3 separate regions of the Sus scrofa genome follow, and all the other regions are linked to region 1. The links are chromatin contacts, called in public HiChIP or PLAC-seq and promoter capture Hi-C maps. All regions are on one chromosome and are shown on one strand. The core of a region is the stretch at or near the end of the contact, and the rest is flanking DNA. Distances in the headings are between cores, read along the strand shown.

Region 1 (3,331 bases), core at 279-2,778:
ACCTGTTGGCTCTTCATCTCTGCCCACTCCACTAACATGCTTCCCTTCACTTGAAAAATGCAGCCAGCACTTGGCTCCAACCTACTCATCAGCTAATAAAAGGGGGGTTAGAGCTGGCAAAGGGAATATTGCATCGTAAGTTTATTTGCCAACCGCCTATGAATAGCTAATTTCACAGGTGGCCCCTTAGATTTGGCCATTGAAAGAAGGAAGAGGACTAATGATCAACCTTCAGATAGGAAGACTAAGTATATGGGGAAGCTCTGTATAGAGCTGAAGGCTTTGACTGGATCATCATAACCGATTAGCATTTTTGTCTTACATTCCTAGTGCAATTAGAAGCTGTTTTTACATTTCTTACAGCAGAAATTCCCATATGCTGTAGTCAACATAATGAATTTTCATAAAGTTAAAAATATGCAATGTAAAGGGCTAGGTTCTACTCCAGGATTATGACCTTCCTGCATTTTGTTGTTATTGCTGTTAAAGAGTACTTTTTAAAAAATAAAAGACGGTGACAGAGAACGGTAGTATTTATTTGCTCTAATGTCTTGTCTTGGCACTTTAAAATGCTGGACCAAAATTCATTAAAACTAGAAAATTGGGATCCTCATCCCTAGAGTGGATCAGCTCAGAGCCGATTACTAAGGAGATGGCATAAATGACTAAATATATGCATATTTAACTTGATCTAATGTGGGAGGAGGGGCTTCTGGTCTCTTCCAAGCTCCTCATTCTCTACAGACCTCAAAGAGTAGCACAGATATCATGGAAGCCCTGTAGGCTCAATCTATTCACTTCACACAGATTCAGGTCAGGTAATTTCCTCGAATATACCTACTTAAGAAACCCTCAACTATATATGCGCTATTCTGTGAGTTCGGTTTTGGTCCTTTATCCCAACTTTATAAAAATGATTTTACTTTTTATACCATGTATTCCTTTCACAGTAACACAGTAACACCTGCCACAAAGCAAGCGTTCTTGTCTTAACCCTGATACTTAACTGAGGATACTGATCCCGAAAAACTCCACTAAAACAGAGGGAAACATTTGCCATTCTCCTGGGGCTCCTTTGGGCTCAGCATGCCATGGGGCAAGTAACGGTCATCTGTGAACCCCGTGGCTGAAGTGTAAGACGAAGGCTGTGCCGGCGGTACGGCTGAAAGCAACTGCAGCCCCATCTCTCATGTAGGGTGACTTTGCCACGCTAGGACTTTGCCTTGGGAGAGGGAACTCTGCCAGCCACCGGCGTTCAGCCCTCTTGCTGTAACAGGATGCAGTTCTGTTGGAAAGTGCCTCTGCCCCCTGGCGCCCGTCCCCAGGCTTCTGATGAAACAGTGACCCACCGCCCCCTAACCAGCCCCTGGACGGCAGCCCTATCACTCCGGGCTCGCAGCCGATCACGTGGCGCGGCGGTGCTCCAGGGGACCTCGGCTCCACTGCCATTGGTCGAAGGCGCGCGTTCCGGGCTCGCCCATTGGCTGCGGGGGGCTTTCACGTGAAAGGGGGTCGGGGATGGCATCCCCAGTGGGGAGAGGTGCCCGGAAAGTTAAAGGGAGCCGCACGGCGGCGGGTATCCCGAGTCCCGGGTGAGGGCTGAAAGGAGGAGGCGGGCGGGCTGCTCTCGCGCACAAACGGATGCGACTGTCAGCGGAGGGCGCCGACCTGTGCACGGGCCGTCGCTCCTGCCGTCGCTACCGTTGCCCCTGCCACCCCAGCGCGGATGGTACCGCGGGCTGGCGCCTACGCACCTCCGGGCTTACGAGCTGTACCAGGTACGTCCTCTCCATGCCCGCGAGGAATGGTGTTGAGAGTCGCGCAGAGTGGACTCTCACCGGTGTCTACACTTTCTCCGCCCACCTTGCAATCACATTCTGGGGGGTAGGACACTCTAGACTGCCTGGAGGAACCTGTTGCTTCCACGTGGAGAGGGCAACCCAGGGACCAGAGGTGGGATGGACCCTGGCTGAAACCACATGTTGCACGGAGGTGGAGTTCCAGCCGCGACGGTGGCCGCGGGGCTGGGGCTGGGACTCCAGATACTCCCTCTTATGCCGAATTCGAACCTGACACAAGGCTTTTCCATTTGGGACCCAACACTTCTAGAGAGTGTCCCCGGAGTTGAGCGATGGGAATGTGAGCGCTAAGGTAAGTCGCTTCGTCTCTCTCTGGGCCTCGATTTCCCGGTAAAACGTAGGGAAGCACAGTTGGTGATCTCTCTGGCCTCCAAGGACGGTGGGACACGGATCGCAGAAGTGACCACGGCCTCCAGGAGACCAGCCGCCTCCAGTTCCTTGTCCCCAGACGGGCTGTCCCGGGCTGGCAGGGACGAGGTGGCCACGTGGGGACGCTCTTACGGCGTCGCTCCACCCGCCCAGGGGTGGCCCTGCCGTCCAGCCGCCCCGCCCGGTGTTTGATAACTCAGGCTCCTCCCCCTCGTCGTCTTCCTCCCCCTGCCGGTCACAGCTCCGGGAACCCTGCCCAAGCCCTGCCTCCAGGACACACTGAGCCTCACGTAGTCTGGTGGCGGCAGCTTATCCTGCCACCTCCCTCCGGGCTCTCCGATGCAGCGAGCCAGCTGGAGAGGGGGCTTCCCCGCGGCCCAAAAGGTGGGTACCGGACAGGCGAAGGATCTGGAGAGGGGTTGGGGGGAGGACGCAGTCCCCACCTGGCTGCACCCAGAGGGGAGTGACCTCTGGGACATTTGAAGTCTGGACGCTTTGGCCTGCCCAGGTTCCCGGTTCTTGGCACCCTTTTGAATCCAGAGAAAGAAGTTTATAACTCGCTGTAAAAGAGGGGGTGGAGAGCCCAGAACATACTAGAAGATTTGGGCTCTGTCCTGTATTGTTTCTTGCAGAAGAGGAGAAAATTGAGGACAGACTTGACTTGAGGACTTGGAGAGTTGCTAAAAGATGTTGGAGCCAGTGGTTTCTGCGGCCAGGCCTCCTTGGGAAACCCAGGGTCCAGGAGAAGAGAGTGTTAGGGCGTCAGCCTGGGGTGCAGAGGAAAAAAAGGAAATGGTTCATTTGGCAGGGCTGTCCGGGAGCCAAAACTAAAGTGAAGACAGCTGGAGGACTTACCACAAAAGTAAAGTTGAGGCATTTAGGGAAAAGTTTGCGGGAAGAGAAGAGCCATCAGACAGTATTAGCAACCAAGAATGTCAGCCTCAAAGGGATCTCAGAGGAGAAAGCTCAAGCCCAGAGTGGTTGAGTGACTTGCTGCAAGTAACACAGCGAGATTCCTAGTCCATCCATCCAGTATGCTGTGTTTCACATTGGGCATTTTTAGACAGCAGATTCTGTGCCATTTTAATTTTTCCCTTTCCTAT
Region 2 (3,331 bases), core at 431-2,930, 200 kb after region 1:
TGGCTGTTTGATTGAGAGGTCACTTCTCTTGGGACTGTTGCCTCCTCTATGAAAGAAAGGCTCAGTCTAGATGATTCAGAATTTTCCTTGAAGTGGGGCACCTGGGGAACTCTTGAGCGTTCTGATCTTCCAGGAAGACCTTCAGGGTGAACATGGCTCACTTGTATCTGTTAAAGTACTTGAAGCTCTGGGTTCCACCTGGCTCCAGGAGCATCCTCCAGTACCACGATGTACCTACCAGACCAGGCTTGATAACCATCACTGGGGCAGCTTTCCAGCCTGAGGTGTTCAATGGCTCTCTTTGTTTTTTTTTAATTAATTAATTAATTAATTAATTTTTGTATTTTTGCCTTTTTTAGAGCCACTCCCGAGGCATATGGAGGTTTCCAGGCTAGGGGTCTAATCAGAGCTGTAGCCAGCGGCCTATGCCAGAGCCACAGCAACACGGGATCCGAGCCACGTCTGCAACCTACACCACAGCTCAGGGCAATGCTGGATCCTTAACCCACTGAGCAAGATCAGGGATCCAACCGCAAATTCATGGTTCCTAGTCAGATTCCTTAACCACTGCGCCACGACAGGAACTTCTCAATGGCTCCCTTTAAAGAGACAAATTATTACTATTCAAATACCTGCACTTAATTTGGGTCCCCAAATGACAGCAACAATCCCTTGTAGGGGAGAGCCAACCAGGTGTTAACTGGTGCATTTAACCAATTACATTTAGCTTTGTGTCTCTGAGAGCTATTTGCTTCATTATTAATCAAGCTGGAGGCAATGACGGAGGTGCTACCCTGAGGCTGAATAGAGTTCAAGGTTTGGGCAAATTCTGAAGAAATTATTTACTTAGTGTAGATGTGACCGCAAAGAAATTCCAATAAATAAATAAATAAGTAAACAAGCAAGCAAGCAAGACTTGGAGTTGAGCATTGGGCTGTAAATTTTTCTTGACATAACTGCCATTTTCTTGAACCTACAGCATAATAAGGACTGTACAGTTGGGGATATGGTATTTGTTTCCTGAGGCTGTTGGGAGGATGTGTGGGACATCCCGGATAAAACACTGCGTGGCCCCCCTTTCTCCACTCCGCAGTAAGGCCGGCGAGGAGCCTGCTCAGAGCCTTCCTCAGGGGAGCAGAGAATGTCTGTCTCTGGTCGGTCTGCCATAAAATAAGGTCTCGATAAATATTTACCAAGTGAATGAATGGTTGCCTGCTTTTCTCGTTCTTTTGTTTAATCACACTCTCCTTTTAGGTTCCTACAATGAAACCCAGGCCCCTGCATGCTGCCGGTTCCACTAAGGTGTGGACATAGGGTGAGTGGAAGGGGGAAGAAGGGTAAGGAATGAGTCAGGGAGGCCTGGGATCCAACACGTGAGGGGAGAAGAGAAAGAAATTCTTAGAGGCGCAGGGCCAACAAAGAGCCAGACGCAGGCAGACTTAAGCAGGAGCGCCCCGGGGCCGTGATCTGCAGCCGGGACGGGCCACCAGCGCGCCTCCGGCTCAGCGGTGTCCAAGCCGCCGCCCGTGGAGGGCGAGGCGCCCCCAGCCCGGCTCAAGGCGCTGGTCCGCGGCCCCCGCCCCGGGGCGGTGCCGGGAACACGCGGCGTCTCCGCGGGTCACGTGGGGGCCGCTCCGCCGGGCGGCGCTGCCGCTTCCCGATCTCGCCCTCCCAGTGGCGGGGACGCGGCGCTCGCGCTCCCGCCGGAGCCCGGGGAAGCGGAGACTACGAGGCGGCCCGGCCCTGCGCCCACATCATGCCCGCAGCGGAGCGGGCCGCCGCCGTCCTCGTGGAGCTCGCGGAGGCGACGATGCTGCGGGCCGCGGGGCCGCGGCAGCGAGGGTAGCGGGGCTAGAATCGGCCCCGAGGCCCCGGAGGCGGGTGGAGCAGGAGGGGGAGCGGCAGGCATCCTCCGCGGCGCGGCGGGCGGGCGGCGGCCCTGCTGCCCCGGCGCGCCCCTGGCCCGAGAGCCCGGAGAATGCGAGCTGCGCTCCCCGCCGGCCGGCCGCCTCCCCCAGCGCCGCACGCCCGGCGCTCCCCGGAGCTTCTCGCGTCGCCGCTGCCCCCCAGCTGCGGGCGCCTGGCCGCTGGCTGCGCTAGGACCCGCCGCCGCTGGTCGCGGAGGGCTGGTGGGAAGGGAGGAGCGGGAGCTAGAGGGCCCCAGAGACTGGCGCCTGCCTGGGCGCAGCGCGGCATGTAGCTGCGGGCGCCCGCGCCAAGGTGTCAGCCCGGGACCCCACCATGGCTGGGACGGACAGTGGGAACCTGAAAACGGTGAGGCTGTGGCGGGACGCCGCCCTGCGTGCCAGAAAGCTGAGGAGCAACCTGCGCCAGCTCACCCTCAGCGCGGCCGGGGGCAGCCCAGGTGCCGACCAGATCGACTCCCCCGACGCCCCCCAGCTGGTGCTGCCGGCCAACATCGGGGACATTGAGGTGCTGAACCTGGGGAACAACGGCCTGGAGGAGGTGCCCGACGGGCTGGGCTCTGCGCTGGGCAGCTTGCGCGTCCTGGTTCTGCGCCGAAACCGCTTCGCCCGGCTGCCCCCCGCGGTGGCGGAGCTGGGCCACCACCTAACCGAGCTGGACGTGAGCCACAACCGGCTGAGCGTCCTGGGCGCCGAGGTGGTGAGCGCCCTGCGTGAGCTGCGGAAGCTCAACCTCAGCCACAACCAGCTGCCCGCCATGCCTGCCCAGCTGGGCGCGCTGGTCCACCTGGAGGAGCTGGACGTCAGTTTTAACCGGTTGACACACCTGCCCGACTCCTTCTCCTGCCTCTCCCACCTGCGCACCCTCGACGTGGACCACAACCAGCTCACGGCTTTTCCCCGGCAGCTGTTGCAGCTGGCGGCCTTGGAGGAGCTGGATGTGTCCAGCAACCGGCTGCGTGGCCTACCTGAAGATATCAGTGCCCTGCGTGCCCTAAAGATCCTGTGGCTGAGCGGGGCTGAGCTTGGCACCCTGCCCAGCGGTTTCTGCGAGCTGGCCAGCCTGGAGAGCCTCATGCTGGACAACAACGGGCTGCAGGCTCTGCCTGCCCAGTTCAGCCGCCTGCAGCGGCTCAAAATGCTCAATCTCTCCTCCAACCTCTTTGAGGAGTTCCCTGCCGCACTGCTGCCCCTGGCTGGTCTGGAGGAGCTCTACCTTAGTCGCAACCAGCTCACTTCAGTGCCATCCCTGATCTCTGGCCTGAGCCGTCTTCTCACCCTGTGGCTGGATAATAACCGGATCAGATACCTGCCAGACTCCATCGTGGAGCTGACCGGCCTGGAGGAGCTCGTGTTGCAGGGGAACCAGATTGCTGTGCTGCCAGACAACTTTGGCCAGCTCTCCC
Region 3 (3,331 bases), core at 246-2,745, 150 kb before region 1:
CCAGAAGGAGGACCGCAAATGTGAGGATGGGAACAGAAGTGAGGAAAACACACTGAATCAATGGACACAAAAGAAGAATGATTACGAAAAGCCTGCCTGAGCTTATTCGGATTCATTCCACCCTAAACAAATCCTCAAATAGAGAAAGCACCATCAAATATTGATGAAATAAGGGAAAATGCCAAGTTACCCACTTCTTCTTAAAATGTACTAATGAACAGATCCAGTGATGTTTACACGTCTTAACTGCTAATTCAATAAACATTAATGAGCATCAGCTCTGTCCTAAATCCATGGCGATTAGGGTAAAAGTAAGGATGTACATATGCATGGGGAGAAGAGCAAACATTTATGGAGGGCTACAATGGCACTGGGCTAAGTATTAGCTCATTTAACCTTAGTCATAAGTACAATTGTTTGCCCATTTTATAGGTAAGGAAACTGAAATTTAGAACAGGGAAGTAACTCGCCCGAGATTCCAGAGCTGGCAGGTGACTGCGTTGTGTTCCTGACCCAGGTCAGCCCTAGTTCCTAACTGAGGTGCTTTACTGACTCCCAGAAGACAAGCTCCCCTGAACTTGTAGTTGGATAGGTGGGGCTCACGGGACAGAATCCATAGGATGAGGACCCCAAGTGGGAAAGGATATAGTTAAAGGAGAGTCACAGGGAAGGTCATACTAGGGCAGGAGCTAAAGAACGAGGGAGGAGGCATCCTTTCAGAGAGAGGTGGGAAAGTGGGCTTTAGGGATAAACAGAAGCATCCTACCTGGCACCATGGGAGAACCAGATGGTGCTAGGGTCACTCCAGTCACACCCCAGCCGCTCAGCTTTGGGCCTAAATCAGTTTCAGAAAGAGAGCAGCCTTGGTGCAGTCAGGGGGAAGAGGAAGCTCTGTAGCCCACCTGGAAATTGCTCATGGCCATCACCGCTCAGGCTCTTTGTAGCTTGGTGCCCTTCAGCCTTTTCAGGTGTCTACCCCAGCTAGACACTGCCCTGGGGTAGACTAGCCTGGGGGGTTGTGGAGGGAGAGGTGCAATTAAACAGAGCTGCCCAGAACCAGGCATTACTGAAGACAGTGTCAAGTGAGTGTGCCTTCTCCAGGACGGCCCCCTTCCCATAGCCCATGGCTTTATTCAGCCTCCGCTTGTGGATTAGCAAAGGCTGGGTTCCACAGGTGCTATTGATGCCCACCCAAGGCTCTAACAGAGCTATCTCTCTGTCCATTTCTTTGTACTGTTTAAGAAAAGTCGTCTTGTTTAAAAGATAAATATAAGAAAGTCATGGCTAAGTCATGGACACTAGTTAGCTGAGTCGTCCCAGGGCCCCTGGTAATATTAGCTCAATTCTTAGAGAAAACTTTCTTTTCTCTCTTGAAAACTGGGTTTTCTCTTTTTCTGTTTTCTGCCCTTAATCATCTTTAAGCTCCCTCTTCCTTTCGTCCAATTTTTTTCCATCAACCTCTGGTGGCCCTCTTGTGGTCACAGGCCACCTCCATCTGAATTCCCTTGGATGGCTGGATCAATGCAGAGCCCTGGGCTTGCTGCAGACCCACTGACACAGTCCTGCAGAGCTGGGAGTTGCATTTTAAATAACTCTTCCAGGTCACTTTTTGCTCACTACAGGTTGAGAACCACTGTCCTGGGGACAAGGAACCTGGAAACTTTTAATTCTCTGATCTCATCCTCCATCTCCCAAGGAAACTTCTTTAGTAAAGGGAGATGCTGAGAAGGCACAGGGACAGTCTAGGGCTTAGCCTTTCCTTGTCATCTTGTGTTTACTTGTCTGTCTCCTCTGCTAGACTGTGTGTCTCTAGGATGAGAATCATGTTCTCTTCAGTTCTCCAGAGCTGGGTCTTGGGACGATGGGTGGGTCACCATGGACACTCTGCAGTATTAGTGGAATGAATAAATTGTTGATGTAACAAACCCTCCCTCCCTCTCTTCTACTCTTTCCTCCTCTCCTTTCTCTTGGGCGCCCCATTGGCCTTGGGCATAGAACACCAATGTTTTAAGAGGCAGTTAATGTTTAAAGGGACAAAATCAGGCACAGGCCAGGCAGTGGCTGGTTGCTCAACCGACAAACAAATCCACCTTCTTCTGTTCTTTCCTAAGCCAACAGGAAGCAGCCAGGAGACGGTCACTCACCCAGCTGGGCTCAGATCCACCATCCTCTCCACCCACACAGCAATTGCGCAATGTTGCTGCAACAACCTGAGGCTATAAATAGTCTATTAAGAAGTTACACAGGAGATTGAGCAGGCCTGATGGGTGGCCCCCATTTGCTCCCCTTCAGACAAGTGGAGAAAATTTTTGTAAAGTGCCACTTACAAGAATCCAAGCCTGGGGCAAAATATTCTACCTTTCCCTTGGATTTCCGTCTGCTCCCCCTGGTTCAGACAGCTTTTTAGGGTCTCTGATGCTTTCTGCTTATCATTGGCCCATGTGGAATTTTGTCCTGCTGATGCAATAATAATGAAGGTAATGATAGTAATTTGTTAGTTGGTCTTCCTTCCTCCCCGTACCTGTGTCCCCTTTTTTTTGTCTTATCTCTGATCTCTTCTGCCTGGACAGTGTCATGTTTTCCACACCAATTCATGCCTCCCTCTCTTCAGTCTACAAGGTCAATTCCATGCATTTGCTTTTCTCATGATTTTTCTTCAGAATTTTTCGATGACTTCTCATTGCATGAAACAGTGGCCTACAATGTTTTCAACACATACTACCCTTATTCTTAACATATATATTAATTTATGAATTAAATACATGTGCTACTGCCAGTTCATATAAAATATTAGGAAAGCTTACTTTCACTAATTTTTTACTAGCATAAATATAAATAGGAGTGCTAATATTTTCTCCCTGTACTCCAATGGATCATTTTGAATACCTCACAGTGGCCCACTGAGGATGACTGACATTGAATCATTCTGCTGGGTCACCAAAGCCTTCTAGGACCTGGTTCCAGGTCATTCATTCATTCACTCAGCATTTCTTAGTAATTGCTGTAGCCAGGCCTGGGGCAAGGCTCAGGGGGTAATAATAAGTAGTCACAGCCCCAGTAGATCAGGAGCTTACATGTGAGTGGAGGAGGTAAACACATAAGTAAATAACTCTTGGAGAGACACATGTATCATTGCAGATGTTTGCATAAGACCTTAAGGAAGAACAAAGAAAAGAAAAAACTTTGCCTGTGAGAGTCAGGAAAGGTTTTGGGAGGACTTGTTGAGCTGGGTCTTGAAGGATGAGTAGGAGTTCACCAAATCACAAAAAGGAAAAGGGCCTTCCAGGCACAGAGAATACATAGGAAAGGCACAAAAGTGAAAAAGAATGTA

What was found. Promoter capture Hi-C pulls out the DNA fragments that hold promoters and counts their contacts. HiChIP or PLAC-seq counts read pairs in DNA pulled down with a chosen protein or histone mark.
Region 2: a contact with region 1 is called in an H3K27ac HiChIP or PLAC-seq map of alveolar macrophages. The contact joins the promoter of MFHAS1 here to the promoter of PPP1R3B in region 1. A contact is called at or near these places in 1 of 5 promoter capture datasets (liver), 2 of 47 Hi-C or Micro-C datasets (fetal heart ventricle and heart right ventricle) and 1 of 2 datasets of contacts at active chromatin or transcription factors (alveolar macrophages).
Region 3: a promoter capture Hi-C map of liver shows a contact between it and region 1, with 13 times the contacts expected there. The contact joins the enhancer-like site here to the promoter of PPP1R3B in region 1. A contact is called at or near these places in 5 of 5 promoter capture datasets (fetal liver, fetal skeletal muscle, liver and 1 more), 22 of 47 Hi-C or Micro-C datasets (alveolar macrophages, brain, embryonic fibroblasts and 9 more) and 1 of 2 datasets of contacts at active chromatin or transcription factors (skeletal muscle).

Annotation. Positions count from the first base shown.
Region 1 is chr15:56,000,855-56,004,185 of Sscrofa11.1, forward strand. It overlaps PPP1R3B (protein phosphatase 1 regulatory subunit 3B), which reads left to right and starts at 1,529. Exons shown (of 2, transcript XM_005671823.3): 1 at 1,529-1,778. The coding sequence starts at 1,642.
Region 2 is chr15:56,198,775-56,202,105 of Sscrofa11.1, forward strand. MFHAS1 (malignant fibrous histiocytoma-amplified sequence 1) reads left to right here and starts at 1,681. Exons shown (of 3, transcript XM_021075967.1): 1 at 1,681-3,331. The coding sequence starts at 2,242.
Region 3 is chr15:55,847,221-55,850,551 of Sscrofa11.1, forward strand. No RefSeq gene overlaps it. Among named protein-coding and RNA genes, the nearest start is that of PPP1R3B, 150 kb to the right of the region's middle. Within about 2 kb of position 1,496, at least 15 of the 83 cell types and tissues checked have an H3K27ac peak or open chromatin away from gene starts, as enhancers often do. A contact at or near this core is called in fetal liver, liver and skeletal muscle, where this site is marked.